Linked DNA regions of Rattus norvegicus: region 1 is linked to region 2. A link is a contact called in public Hi-C data. All regions are on one chromosome and are shown on one strand. The core of a region is the stretch at or near the end of the contact, and the rest is flanking DNA. Distances in the headings are between cores, read along the strand shown. Region 1 overlaps Col28a1 (collagen type XXVIII alpha 1 chain). Region 2 holds the start of C1galt1 (core 1 synthase, glycoprotein-N-acetylgalactosamine 3-beta-galactosyltransferase, 1).

Region 1 (2,863 bases), core at 38-2,537, 190 kb before region 2:
TGATGGACTGTCCATACACTGGGAGTGGACTGGGTTTCAGGCCTGGCAAGTTTATTATTTGTGAGCCCAGCATGGCTGTAGTAATGGACAGATCAGCCTAGCTTGTGGGGTCCAGTGCAGCAGTACCCAGAAAAATGAACAGCTATTGCTGATTCATATCTGATTCAGGAACTCAGATCTAAACATCTGGATTCTGTGTTTGAAGTTCATGTTGTATCCTAAGTGCATTTCTGTTGGTTTGTATCAATTACATTGAAATAACTATTCATATAACCCTCAAATTGTCTTTGTAGGGTATACTTATTCCTAATAATTTAATACACTTTAATTAAAATAAATTATATCAGCTTCTCCCTCCCTTCCCTCCTCCATCCCCTCAGTACAACTCCTTTCATGCCCCCACCCTCAAATTCATTATTTTTACATATAAATGTATACATGTGTGCATGTATAAGTATGAACAAATACATAAATATGGTCTGATGAGTCTATTTTTGCGGCTTGTATTATGTATACTGATACAATTTCAGGGATGACCACTTTGCAATAGGTAATAAATTAGGGGCTCACACCTAGGAGAGACTAACTCTCCCTCCTCAACTAGCCCTAGTTGCCTGTAGTTTCTTGTCGAGGTGTGGGACACCGTAAGATTTCCCCCTTCTGTGTGAGTATGTCTGTTAATATTGTCATTGTTCCAGTGTCATTTAGGTAGTTATTTCTATGAAAAACTGTTTCATAGCCGACTATCTGGTGTTTACCTTTTAAAACTGTTCTGACCCATCTTTGGAAGTGTTCTCTGAGCCACGGAAGAAAGCTGTGCTGTAGATGTATACACTGGTGCTGAGACTCCATGATTCATTGATCTCCGCATCTGTATCTAGTGGTTTTTCTGTGATGGACTCCATTTGCCATAAAGGCTTCTTCCATGAGGTGCTGTAGCTTCATTCCCCATTAGGTATAAGATTTAGAATGCAGTTAGGATTTATGCTGAACTAGTAAAGTGTGAGTAATAGGTTCTCTTAAAAAAATCCATGGCCGGATTAGCCCTAGGAAGCTGGCTAGGTTTCTAGTAGTAGGCATGATTTCCCTCCTGTTGAGGAGACCTTAAGTCTGTTTAGACAGCTGCTAGTCATTAACGTGTGAGTGTCACTTACTGTACGGATATCTTGCCATTCCAGTCGTTATTGTGGGTCATGAGCACCACACCTAGGTAGGACTATTAAATGCTTACCTCTCTTGGCAGCTTGTATAATATTTTCTGTCTGGATCATACCTGTAATCATAGCACTGAGGAGACCGGGTATAGGTTCATTGTGTGAAGACAGTTTCAGTGCACTAGTTCCGTCATGCCAGATGAAAACCAGATGGAGTTTCACTGTTGCCATAGCTCAGTATTTGGGGATTATACCTACCAAAACACAACTGGCTAGTGAGGAGGGGCCTCAGAGTTGATCCTGGTTATCTGTGTTCACATACCCCATTTTCCTACTAGTAATTCTTGTCTAAACTGGATAGATGATAGTCACATGGACTCAAAGCTAAACCCCCGAATACTGACTGTGTAATGTTTTCTCACATTGCTAACATCATCAGGGTGGTGTTCCGTGGGTTTGGCTATGGACCATTTGTGAGTTTCACTTGCTAGCTCACACTTGCATGTCCTGTTGGGTCAAATATTTTTTATCCTGTCCAACCAATAAGGAAAAAGAATGACTCTGCTCTGCCTCATCCCTCCTTTCCCCCTCCCCTCCCTTTTTCCTTTCTAAATCTGAGATATTATTAGGTGATTTTTTTCTCTCAACTAACTTGCTTTTTCTTTCCTTTTCTTTTTTTAAATTGTATATAGTCTTATATAATTCAGTCTGACCTTTGCTCCCAATGTAGCCAAGGATGGACTTCAACTTTGAATCCTTCTATCTCTTCCTCCCAAGTGCTAGAAGTATAGACCTGAAGCACTGGGCCCCACACAGTTTCCTTTTGCAGTGACCAGTTCTTCAGATCAGAGTTGGGATGAAAACTTTGAGCTCTCACCTTTGTGGGTCCCGAATCATTACTGCCAGCTCATCGTTGTCTGTATACTGTTAACAAGTAATGGGCAATGGCCAGTGGCCATTACCAATTTGCCTATCTACCATTGTTAACCCCACCAGTCAAGAATAAGATCATTACCATAATTTAAGGTCAATTTTGAAGAAACTTTAATTAAATACTGGCCAGGAGGATGGCTCTCTGGCAGGTCCATCTCTGGATTTCCAAAAAAAAAAAAAAAAAAAAAAAAAAAAAAAAAAAAAAATGGCCACGAGTCACATTTTGCAGGGGCTTAAAAAGGCAAAACCTAAAATTTACTGAATTACCCATCAGGTCTAATCAGGGGCATACATCCTGACATTTTCTGCTTACATACCTCCCACCTACATCCAATCAGGGGTAAATGTACATCCTAGCATATTTCTTGCCCAAGTATCTCTTATTCACATATGATCAAACACATCTGGTGCACATGGGTCAAACAAAGTTGTTTAGGTGAGTGATAACTGAACCAGTAGTCTCCAGCATTTAATTTTGTTTCTCAAGCTAGTCTTTAAATTACAATGAGCTTAAAGAAAAAAAATAAAATCTCAAAGTACTTTTTTGTCAAGGTTAATATTCACCCTACTCCAGTGTTTCACAAAATTTCACAATTTAAAAAAATGCAAAATAATTGTTGGTTTTATCATGGAGACAAGCAACTATATGATGTGTGTGTTAGTGTCAAAGGTTAAAAAAAAGGATGAAATGATGTCACATGCTACAGAATTATATAAAATATTTAATTTGAGCAGGTATGTATTGAAAAACCCCATCATGCTATAATAGTGTATAG
Region 2 (2,705 bases), core at 118-2,617:
CCAAAACTTTTGAATAGGTAAACAGGAGCATTAAGGTAACAATTTCTATTTACATTTGACTCATAAATACATTTTCACAAAAATTCCAACCACTACTTTCACCAAAGACTTGACTTTATATTATCATGGATAATATAATTTTCATTTCAGCGAAATCACCATGTAAGCAGTATAAAGCCAACATATGCACACGCTTTTGAATACTATTAGCCAAACATTTAACTCATGATGTGTACTTTTAAACCGCTTAGAAAATTCTAAAATTGTCTTAATATTAAAGTTATTCACAATTATAGGCTGATTTGTTTTTTTAAGAGCCCAAGGCGGGAGGGGTGTTTAAGTGGGAAGTAACCACAAAGCATTTGTAAAATGCTGAGTCCTGAGTAAAAAGATACAGGAAAACATAAATTTCAAGCAAATCTGAGACACGGAATAGATAGTTCTCCACTAATGCTGAATTTTAAGTGAGTCATACTTGCCGGCCTAAATGACTGTTTTACTTAACATATGGTGAAAAGAGTTCGGTAACTTGAAACTTTATATTCATTTAAACTGTACAAAAAATATATACTAAGGCTGGCAGAAATGCTACATACAATGCTTACAGTACACAATATCGTGTGCATAAGGCTTATATGACATTTATCTGATAAGGGGCTGGAAAACTGTAGTTTTAAATACCTTCTAAAAACTCAAATTTCCACTTCCAAACTTACACCAGAATCAAATAACTTGTAATGTACACAGCATTTTTTCTTGGCAACCAGGCAGAGTATCTGTGGTCTACGCTCAACCTCCAGTAAATTACCATATTTCTGTCCCTTACCCATTGCCTTATTACTCAGTCTGATGCACTGAAGTTCTAACTTTGTAACTTTTAAATTCAGAATACGCTTTCAGTCTGTATGTACTAAAAGGCAATACCGTGAATGCAAAAACCTAGATTGGAAAAAAATTTTTTTTCTTCTAGAATGTGAGGGATCTTAAAACATTCTAAGCCCCCTCGCCGCTTGTAAGAAGTGTGTAGATGGAGCTCAAAAGAATTGATTCCCGAACCTCACTCTTAAATTAGTTAATTTAGGAGAATATCTAAAGCCAAAGCAGTTTGTTTAACTAGCCAACATCTAGGAAGCCCATCACACTTTGTTACCAAAGCGGAGAGAAAAAAAAAATTTTTTTTTCCAATCCTGCGCGTAGCAAACCCCCAACACACCTGGTCAGTTCACTCAAGTCAATGAAGGGCAGGGAAAGTTTCAACCATAATCAACCGGCTCCAGACAAAGCTGACGGTCCAGCGGCGGCCACAGGCACTAGGGACTGGAGCGTCCGGAAGGTGCCCGCACCTGAGTGCAGGCAGCTGGCGGCCGCTGGGCGCGCGGAGGCCGGGGCGGGGCGGCGGGCAGGACCGCTAGGCGCTGGCCCGCCTCGGGCGCCTCCGGTCGGACACGCCGGGCTGAGGAGAGCGCGAGGGCTGCCGCTCGCCCGCCGCCCGAGACACCTGTTTGGCCGCGCCGGGCGGCGTTTCCGTAGCCTCAGTCGCCCCGCCACCGGCAGCCGAGCCCCGGGACCCGAAGCCCTCGGGCGCCTCCGCCCGCCGTACCTGACATCAGCCGCGGCTCTCTCTCGCCCCTCCCAGAGGCGGGGAGGAGAACGACCCCCAACCCTCGACCTTCGCTGCCCTGGCCCGCCGCAGCACCGGCAGGGGCTGCTAGCCAGGGCCGCCCGCGGCCGCCCAGATCATCCCCCGGCGGCGGCGGCCGAGGCGGGCCCGGCGCGCGTTCCCGCCGCTCGCTCCCGCAGCTCGCTCCGCCCCTCCCCGCCGCGCGGCCTGGCCACGGCCCGCCTACAGCGCAGCCGCCACCCACGGGTCTCGGAGAGCTGACGTCGCGGCTGCTGCAGCGGCCCCGGGGAAGGGCGGGATCTAGGTGGAGTGGGCGGGGACAGGGCGACGTGCGGATGCAGGGATTGGCCGCCGGGAGTTCGCCCCGCCCTCCTGCGAAGGGGGCTGGGAAGTCCTGGCTTCCCCGAGGTGAGTGTTTAGGTTCAGCCCCCTTCTGGTGAGATTGAGTGTTCTCTTTAATTCTCTCTGGGATGCAGAAAGCGAAATTAGCAGGGACTACAAGTAGAACCGCCTTATAAATTGTCTGTGGAACAAACCCTAACGTCACGCTGACCTCTAACCCAATTTTAGCCCCTTCATCTTTTTTTGCCGTTTGTCCTCTGACTGCATCTCTCTATCCTTAATAACAAGAAATTTGGCATAGTGAAGAGTGCTGTGTAACCAGATGTGTGCCTCAGAAGAACAGAAAACTCAGAGAATGGTAACTGAAAGACTCTTGGAGGAATTCATGTATAGCACTTCACTTCTGGGCAAGTACTTAAGAGCTTTGCAAACCCGTCTGCCTTGCTTTGGCAAATGTCCTGTGTACCAGAAAGTTATCTTTGTGGCCATGGAAGTTGTTTGCCACCTGTTGAGGCAGCAAAGAGTGGAAGTAAGATCTAGGGACTACAGACCTTAACCATCATCTACAAGGCCAGGCCCTGAGATGGAAAAACTGTGCCCTGCTTCATAAATGTTCAAACTAGGCAGGTCTGAGCATACCACAGCATAGCTATTCAAAGTAAGAGTTTTGAAATAAGAAACTTAAGCTTTATCTGAATCTACTTTATGCCTCTAATATTACAGATACTAAGTTATAAAGAGC

The links. A called contact is a pair of places that touch in the nucleus more often than the background predicts.
Region 1: a Hi-C map of liver shows a contact between it and region 2, with 2.9 times the contacts expected there. The contact joins the enhancer-like site here to the promoter of C1galt1 in region 2. A contact is called at or near these places in 4 of 12 Hi-C or Micro-C datasets (the A7r5 cell line, the Rat2 cell line, Schwann cells and 1 more) and 1 of 1 datasets of contacts at active chromatin or transcription factors (oligodendrocytes).

Annotation. Positions count from the first base shown.
Region 1 is chr4:37,088,070-37,090,932 of GRCr8, reverse strand. The region is part of intron 27 of Col28a1 (collagen type XXVIII alpha 1 chain); the gene reads left to right. Among named protein-coding and RNA genes, the nearest start is that of Col28a1, 100 kb to the left of the region's middle. Within about 2 kb of position 1,287, at least 1 of the 93 cell types and tissues checked has an H3K27ac peak or open chromatin away from gene starts, as enhancers often do.
Region 2 is chr4:36,896,367-36,899,071 of GRCr8, reverse strand. C1galt1 (core 1 synthase, glycoprotein-N-acetylgalactosamine 3-beta-galactosyltransferase, 1) reads right to left here and starts at 1,367. Exons shown (of 4, transcript NM_022950.3): 1 at 1,214-1,367. It overlaps LOC134486726 (tRNA (guanine-N(7)-)-methyltransferase-like), which reads left to right and starts at 1,221. Exons shown (of 3, transcript XM_063286913.1): 1 at 1,221-2,029; 2 at 2,252-2,370. The coding sequence starts at 1,235. The coding sequence ends at 1,882.